Linked DNA regions of Sus scrofa: regions 1 and 3 are each linked to region 2. The links are chromatin contacts, called in public HiChIP or PLAC-seq maps. All regions are on one chromosome and are shown on one strand. The core of a region is the stretch at or near the end of the contact, and the rest is flanking DNA. Distances in the headings are between cores, read along the strand shown.

Region 1 (2,934 bases), core at 244-2,743, 190 kb after region 2:
GGAAGTTCCCTTGGCTTAAGCAAGAACCTACTTTTACTAAATTTCTGCCATTTCCTTGCAGCTCTGGCAAATAAGGCATTGTCTGGGATCTGAGACAGTCAGTAAAGAAGTCTCTGCAGGCAGCAGCAGCTCTGGAATTTCCCACAGCCACTCCTCCAACAATCTTCTAAAGTCATTAGTACTTTGATTGAATTAGATACAGAGTTTAACGGGAAGTTAGCCACTGCAAATTTTATGAAAACAATTTTAAAAATTATCCCCTAAGAATTTTTGCCAGGACAGGATTTTCTAATCTCTTCCTCATGGAAAAACTCCTTTTAATGTGAGTTTCCCCGACAGAATCCTGTTTTGAAAGAATTTGTTTATAAGCAAACACATTTGTTAAATAATAATGAATTTATCTTCCCAAGAGGAAACCAAGGAGTCAAGCTTTTTTTTTTTTTTTTTTCTAACTAAAATCATCCTTGAGGCTTTTGAGTAAACGATTCCTTAAAGCTTCCTGCAAAACTGAAAATTGCTAAAAAAAAAAAAAAAAAAAAATTGCTAAAGAAATTCTCCCCTGCCCCCTCAGATGGTGGTTATTATTCTCCTAAACTGCTAGGTTTTAGGTTTGAAACTGGGTTCCAGAGGGCGCCAGGCAGATAGCACCCATTTAATAAAAGCCCGTGACTTGCCCTGGGTCTTTTGCTATGGATTTACCCTCTTTCCTGGCAATAAGTGCTCTACTGTGGCAGTTACTCCTGCCTAAGTTTGTCCCTGCTTAGGTGTCCTGCTGAGTGAGGAGATATGTGTCTGCCAAATTGGCAGAGGTCAGACTTTAGCCCCAGCTTTCTGTTAGCAAGATGGTCAACAAGCAAGCTGGCCTATCCAGCACCCTCTCCCAGGGAGCTGCCCTTTGAGATGCAGAGTAAGTCCTTGTCTCCCTTCAACCTCTTCACCATGGTCTTACTTGATTTGTGGTAAGAAGCTGTTACTTCAGGATGGGAAAAATTTTTTCAAGCAGGAGCATAATACAGCAGTAAATAACACTATTTTCTAAAAGGAAAAGAGGGCATTTTCATTATTTCATCAATTGCAATAGCACTTTGGGGGGAATGATTAGAATAAATAGGAGCTTGGAAATCTGACCTTGGCTGGTGTAAGGCTAGAGAGAATCTGGTGCTTCTTAATTTCCCATTCAGGTTCTCAGTGTTCCAGGAAGCAGTGTGCTCAAGTTTCTTTTCTCCATGTAGTTCTCCTGAATGCCCAGCTTCAGTGCCCGGGTGTTGCTGCCAAAGATCCTGCTGGCACATTCAGCTGCCATTCAAGGAAACAGCCCTTCACCACCTCGCACTTGGAGTCTGTCTTACTGCATAAAACAGGTGGAAGGACGTTTTGCCTTTAGAGTTACTTCTATTGCCCAATGTGAGGAATGACAAAAATCTTCTGTGTATGTTTGGGGGTGGGAAAGACCAGATATTACTGTGAATAGCATTTAATTCGCCATTTGGACAAGCTTACCAGGGCAGCTGTTGTAACTCAGGCAGCAATAACTAACACTTAGTTCTGTTGCTAGGAGGGATTGATAGAAACTTTGGACAAACCATTTAAAAAAATTATGCTCCCATGATACTGCTGAATGTATCACAGATCAACTTAAAAACGGAATATTTGCTAGTATCATAAGAAAGAAGTACAATGAGCATATTAATCAACTAGGATTGTATTTACACTTCCGTTTTCATTCTAATTATTTTCTGCTTTCAGTAAAGTCTTTAGATCTATTGGCAAACATGTGAACGAACACAAGATTTGCAATCTATAGCTACAACTGAGACAGGGTTACCTTTTTTTATATGCTGATAGTCTTATTTACACTAACAAGTTAGTCAACTTCACAATGGAATTTTGTAAGTTCTAACTCGTGAGTTTGTCAATTATCTGTGCTTAGCTAAAGTCTTGAACCCGAGTTTCATTTTCAGTCTTGACACATATATGTATACATACATAAACAATCTCTCTTTCTCTCTCTTTTTTTTTTTTTGCTTTTTAGGGCCGCATGTGCACAACAAATGGAAGTTCCCAGGCTAGGGGTTGCCGGGCTTCGCCACAGCCACAGCGATGCCAGATTAGAGCCCCAACTTCAGCTTATACTGCAGCTCATGGCAACGCCAAATACTTAACCCACTGAACGAAACCAGGGATTGAACCTGAGGCCAGATAATAATCAGGGTTGTTACCAATAAGCCACAATGGGAACTCCTCTTTTATGTTTTATATAAAGAAAAGGACTATGTTAGTATTTAAATAGTAGTTATTTTCATTAAATTAAATTTACAATTTAGTGGAAGATAAAAATGTGACTAGTTGAAGTAAATTATTCCTCGAAAATGAATTTACAACATAAAATTATATAAATCTCAACACTATCAATTAAATCTCTTCAAGATTCCCTAGATCTTATTAATGTGCATCAGTTTTAAAAAAAAATAGTTGCATGGTTTTGCCTTCATCCTTTCTTTTTTTGTTGAACATATCCAGACCAATAATAAAGAATACAATTGCTCCCATTTCATAATGGGTTTAGGACAGACATTATTGATATAGTTAATGATTCTGTTTTACCAGCAAAACATAGAATTTAAAATTGACCTTGGCTTAAATTGATTTATTTTAATTTGGTTATTTGATGGAAGCTGGAAGGTTGGACACAGAGTAAGAGCCATCTGGCCTGCCCTGTCTCTGTTCATCCTGACCACTCACTACTTTGGCTTACCTACTGGGTCTGTCTACTTTTTTCATAAGTGCCTCAACTTCCCTGAGTCAATGCCCACATGGCCTCAGCTATAGTACTGTTCAATCTGGTCTGTCCTGTCCAGTAACTGCCACTCACCTGTGCCAGTCTCTCTGTCATTCTTGGTGCCTGATCAGGCCCAGCAGCCTCTGCCAGTTTGG
Region 2 (2,807 bases), core at 135-2,634:
CCATTGCGCTAATATGAGCTTTGAACCTGCGGCACTGGGGTCTAGAACACTGTCACTCTGTCTCAGGGAAACTTGGGCCCAGTATACCAAAGCCCAGACCAAGTCCAGGCCAAGGCCAGTCCCCACTGGACTGTAAAGAGAGAAGAATGAAGAAGTGATGACTCACCCAGTGGTGCTCGCGGGAAGATGTGAGGGTGTGGAAGGCTCTTGACCATGGCTGCTGGCTGCTTTGAGCTGGGCTATCCACAGTGATCTTGCTCAAATCCTTCCCCGTCCACTTACTTGACTCCAGACGCCATTAAAGTCATTCGACGGCTCCTGGCCTCCGGGAAGTAGAATGGTAGGTAGAGAGGTAAATTCAGTGTTCTCTTTTCTTTCTGTTTTTTAAATTATGGTCAAAAATACATAATATGAACCATTTTAAGTATACAATTCAGGGACATTAATTACATTCACCATTTATAGCCATCACCACCATTTAAAAAAATTTTCAACATACCAACCCAAAACTCTGTACCCATTAAGCATCAACTTCCTATTCCCTCTCCCCTCAAGGCCCAGTAATATCTGATCTACTTTCTGTCCCTCTAATTTGCGTATTCTAGATATTTCATACAAATGGAATCATACATTTGTCCTTCTGTGTTTGGTGTCTGGCTTTTTTTACTTAGCATGTTCATCCATGCTGTAGCCTGTGTCAGAATTTCCTTCCTTTTTTATGGCTGATAAATGATCTCCCGTATGTATCCACCACATTCTGTTTATCCTTTCATCCGTCCATAGACGCTTGGGTTTGTTCCACTTTTTGGCTATTGCGAATAATGTTGCTATGAACACAGATGTGCAAATGTCTGCTCTGGTCCCTGCTTTTACTTCTTTTGGGTATATGCCCAGAAGTGGAATATCTGGGTCGTATGGTAATTCTCTGTTTAACATTTCGAGGAACTTTTAAACCGGTCGTGTTTACTTTATGTTTGGTTGTAATGTTCTGTTTCAAAGGTCAAAGTTACTTTTGTAGCATTCTTTAAATTTTTGCCTCAATAAATAAAAATACTACGTCTTAAAGTATTTCTGAAGCAAAATAAAATCCTACTATTGAGTGGTGTGGAATTCAAGGGCAGGCGCTCTAAGAGTCCCCCTGGAAAGCCACATCCTGAAGGGAGGTCACAGCGTGCATGAAGATGCTGCCACCTTCTGTCCTAACGACCACCATCCACCACTGACGCTCCAATGGCGACCCTTGGGAGTAAGGTAGGGGCTGTCCTCAGAAATCCCAACCCCGGCTTGACCCCAAGGAATGCAGGTCAAGAGGGAAGGAGCTTGAGCGTGCAGGGCGGCCGCGTGGGCCCCTTGCAAGGGGAGCCTGGCCCTGCGCGGGCGCCTATGGCCGCCAGGGGGCAGAGAAGAGCCCGCCTTACCCAGCACCAGCAGGGCCAGGCTGGGGCCGCCACCTCCAGGGGCTTTCATCTCTGAAGCCCCTCTGCAGGCTGCAGCGGATTCCAGTCTCATCCCTCCACAAGCAGAAGTCTCAGCGCGGGGTGGGGGACACCTAAGGCACCGCCTACGATGTGAGAGAGGTGCGCCTGAGGGTCTCAGCTATCGCCCAGGCTTCAAATAGGAATACATTTGACCACACCTAATTTCTGTGACTGTGGTCCTGGGCTAAGGTGACCCTTCCGCGTGCTTCCTGCTAATTTCTCTAGGGTGGGCTCTCCTGAAGCGAGGGAGCATGCACCCCTGTCCCTGGCTGTCCCCTGCTCAGAAGTTAGATGGAATGAGAATGAATGAGTGAATAAATGAGAAAAAATGAGTTCATCCCACATGACGGAGAGAGAAGTGAACTGGGAGACTGGACCTCAGACTCAGGTGTCGACGTGGGCACTGATCCCATCCTGAAGAGGTCCAGGGCCAGAGATGCTGAGTTGATCCCCTTGAAATTTATTTGAAGGAATATGCAAGCACAACAGCCAGAATTGGGGGCTTTGGGCCATAATGCAAAATAGGCTATGAACTCAAATATATATTTGAAGATAGGACCCTAAGCAGGTCCATGTGCCAAGGGACCAAGGCCTCCTGACATCAACCTGCCAGTTACCTGACAGAGGATCTGTAAATGTTTCTAAGTTTTATTAAAAAATTCATTAAATTTCATCATTTTGATCTTTATACTCTGATATGAAAATTTCCTTGTTTCTAGGAAATACACACCTAAGTAATACAAGGGGCTTGAAGCTGCAAATAATTCAAAAATGGTTCAGAAAAAAGCACTTTTTGCCAAAATTGAAAATCAGAAGAAAAAATTTCATTTCAAAAAATCAGTAAACAGGGAGGAGGTATTTAAAGGTCTGTGGCGGGGGGGGGGGGGGGTACTAAGGGAAGTCAGCCCTGGGAGCCGGGAAGCCCTGAATTGTGGGCTTTTGGGTGCATCCATGACCCATAGAGTAGGGTCCAATGTAAACCCTAATCCAGGGTGGGCAGCAAGGAGAGAGGGGGAGAGGTGCAGTCTGTTGGGGCCAAGTTCAAGGGCTCCCTGGATGCAGGGAAGAAGGTTGGAGGCCAGGTGGAGCTCTACAAGCCAACACAGGAAGCTCAGAGATGGAGTGCGGGGTGTAGGTGAGTTGAGCTGATTCAAAGGCCCAGGTTGGCTGCAGAATTGATACCTCATTTACCACTAATCTCTAGGGGAAGACAAGTTTGTGGGGAAGCAGGGGTGCTGTTAGGCTCACAGTAGTTATCTGTGACCACAGTTGTGCATTCACCCTCCTGAGCCTGTTGCAATTCTTCCCTGAGATTTTTCAAACCGTCAT
Region 3 (2,785 bases), core at 121-2,620, 160 kb before region 2:
CGACAGGAACTCCCAATCTCTCCTCTTTTTAGAAGTGAGCAAAACACATCAGGGGTTTGGGACAGGCATCAGGAAACTGCAAACCCATGGGCCATGTCCAGCCAGACAGCTGTTTGGGTATAGCCTATAAACTAAGAATGCTTTCCATGTTTTTTAATGGTTGAAAATACTCCCAAATGGGAGTTCCCATTGTGGTTCAGTGGTTAAGGAACCCGATTAGTATCCATGAGGACATGGGTTCAATTCCTGGCCCTACTCAGTGGGTTACTCATCCAGCATTGCCATAAGCTGTGGTATAGGTCGCATATGCGGCTCGGATCTGGTGTTGCTGTGGCTGTGGTGCAGACTGGTAGCTACAGCTCTGATTTGACCCCTGGCCTGGGAACCTCCACATGCTGTGGGTTTGGCCCTCAAAAGACAAAAGACAAAAAAAAAAAAAGAAAGAAAGAAAAATACCCCAAAATGATATTTTGTGATATGAGAAAATTATATGAAATTCAAATGTCAGTGTCCATCAAGTTTCATTGGACCACAACCGTGATTCATTTACCCGTGACTGCTTTTATGCTACCACATGGATAACTATCTAAAGTATTTACTATCTGACCCTTTGCAGAAAAACAATCTCGCTGCCCTTGTTCTAGAGAAAATTAAAAAGAATAAATAAATTAGGTCAGGAATGGAAGAACCCAAGACACACAACAAAATCTGCTTCTTTGCTTATATTTGGCCTTGCTTCCTACGGAATTTCCGGCTATTTGTGAGGATACATAATCAACTGCAGTATCAATTTAAAAAACAAGGAAGAATCTGGCTAGCATGGGGAGACAGGCGCAGAGGGAAAGCCCATCGGGGGTGTGAGACCTCCACAATTAACAGCACTCGAGTACCGACCTGTGCTTGGAGCGGCCTGAGCAGAAAGGTACACCGCTGTGGAAAAAGTCACCTCGTCTGAGGAAAACAAACAAAAACATAACAATGCTTCAGAGCACAGCTGTTCTTGCATCAGGGGTGAGGCTGCTGCACTGACGACAACATCCTAACAACACCGCCACAGAGTAGGATTCAACAGCACAGCAGCACAGCAGGAAGGCTGCAGTTCTGCAGAGGCCTCCATCAGGCAGGGCTACTACGTGGATGTGAGCGGATCGTCTCAAAAAGCGACCATGCTCAGGCTCACCGGGTCTTCATTATCATCTCCCAGGAACACAGCTAGATTGCCTGTTTGCCAAGTACAAAACCTGCGCCAGGCGAGCCAGGTTTTGAACACGATGATCCGTGCGTGCCATCTGCACCTGCTAAGACACTCAGAACGGTCCACAGGCAGCTGCTTGGACTCAGCGAGAACAGTTATGACAGTTGGGCATGTGAGCTGGCTCAGGAGTGGGGGCTTACAAGCAAGGCCTGGCATCCCTCTGGGCCTTCTCTCTGTGGCCTGCCTGGCCCTGTCCACCTAGAAGCCCTGAATCACCTGCACCAGGGCTTTAGGGTTGCCATGGCACCCGCTGTCCATGGAGGAAGGAAGAGGCAAGAGGGCGAAGGTCAGTGTGATGCACTGAACACCCCAAAAGCATCTTCAGAAACAGAGTAGAACTTTAAAAGGGTAAAAAGGTAAGGGATGCTGGATTAAAGGTCAAGGGCGCTGTTTTGGTGCCTGCCTCCTCTGTGTGCCTGCCTCCTGCATCCAAGGGCTGAAAGGAAGGAACCTCATTGCCTCTGCTGTTTGATGGCACAGATGGATCCCAGCTGGGGAGCTGGAGTTGGCTCCTGCCTTGAGAGCTCGGTGGGAACTTAGGGCAAAAGCAGCTGAGATTAGTTTGGTTTCAACAGTTGTCTGAAGGTATCCACAGGGGGACTGGTTTCAGGACCCCCTCAGATAGCAAAACCCGAGGATGTTCAAGTCCGTTATATAAACTGGCTTAGTGTTGGCATAGAACATAGACACATCCTCCTGTATACATTAAATCATCTCTAGATTATAGTAACTGATAACGCCTGAAACAATGTAAATGTTACCTAAACATTTGCCGGCACGCAGCAAATTCAAGTTTTGCTTCTGGGAACTTGCTGGAATTTATTCCTCCAAATATGTTTGATTCAAGGTTGGTTGAATCTGTGGATGTGGAACCCAGAGATACAGAGGGCCAAGTGTAATTACAGGAGAATAATCAGTCCTCTTATGTAAAATTTTATTTGCAGTGATATTAGGCACCTTTTATTTGTATGTAATTTTGAGAGGTGATACACTCACATAGTTCAAAAATTCAAGATGCTCCAACATAAATGAGAGAAACATCTTCTCAGATCCACCTCTTAGAGTAATGACAGTAAAAACAAAAATAAACAAATGGGACTTAATTAAACTTAAAAGTTTCTGCACAGCAAAGGAAACCCTAAACAAAATGAAAAGACAACCCACAGAGTTGGAGAAAATATTTGTAAATGAATCAACTGACAAGGGATTTATCTCCAAAATTTATAAACACCTCCTACCTCTCAATACCAAAAAAACAAACAATCCCATTAAAAAATGGGAAGAAGATCTAAACAGACGATTCTCCAAAGAAGACATATGGATGGCCAAAAAACACATGAAAAGATGTTCAACATCACTCATTATTAGAGAAATGAAAATCAAAACCACGATGAGGTACCACCTTACACCCACCAGAATGGCCATCATCAAAAAGTCTACAAACAATAAATGTTGGAGAGTGTGGAGAAAAAGGAACCCTATTACACTGGTCGGTGGGATTGTAAATTGGTGCAACCACTGTGGAAAACA

The links. HiChIP or PLAC-seq counts read pairs in DNA pulled down with a chosen protein or histone mark.
Region 1: a contact with region 2 is called in an H3K27ac HiChIP or PLAC-seq map of skeletal muscle. The contact joins two enhancer-like sites. A contact is called at or near these places in 30 of 47 Hi-C or Micro-C datasets (adipose tissue, alveolar macrophages, blood and 16 more) and 2 of 2 datasets of contacts at active chromatin or transcription factors (alveolar macrophages and skeletal muscle).
Region 3: a contact with region 2 is called in an H3K27ac HiChIP or PLAC-seq map of skeletal muscle. The contact joins two enhancer-like sites. A contact is called at or near these places in 1 of 47 Hi-C or Micro-C datasets (embryonic fibroblasts) and 2 of 2 datasets of contacts at active chromatin or transcription factors (alveolar macrophages and skeletal muscle).

Annotation. Positions count from the first base shown.
Region 1 is chr18:38,257,503-38,260,436 of Sscrofa11.1, forward strand. All of the region lies in intron 2 of LOC102161969 (a long non-coding RNA gene), which reads right to left. Among named protein-coding and RNA genes, the nearest start is that of HERPUD2, 26 kb to the right of the region's middle. Within about 2 kb of position 1,494, at least 27 of the 83 cell types and tissues checked have an H3K27ac peak or open chromatin away from gene starts, as enhancers often do. A contact at or near this core is called in fetal skeletal muscle, liver, retroperitoneal adipose tissue and 2 more, where this site is marked.
Region 2 is chr18:38,072,262-38,075,068 of Sscrofa11.1, forward strand. No RefSeq gene overlaps it. Among named protein-coding and RNA genes, the nearest start is that of SEPT7, 110 kb to the right of the region's middle. Within about 2 kb of position 1,385, at least 26 of the 83 cell types and tissues checked have an H3K27ac peak or open chromatin away from gene starts, as enhancers often do. A contact at or near this core is called in fetal skeletal muscle, liver, retroperitoneal adipose tissue and 2 more, where this site is marked.
Region 3 is chr18:37,911,936-37,914,720 of Sscrofa11.1, forward strand. All of the region lies in intron 2 of EEPD1 (endonuclease/exonuclease/phosphatase family domain-containing protein 1), which reads right to left. Among named protein-coding and RNA genes, the nearest start is that of EEPD1, 36 kb to the right of the region's middle. Within about 2 kb of position 1,371, at least 4 of the 83 cell types and tissues checked have an H3K27ac peak or open chromatin away from gene starts, as enhancers often do. A contact at or near this core is called in skeletal muscle, where this site is marked.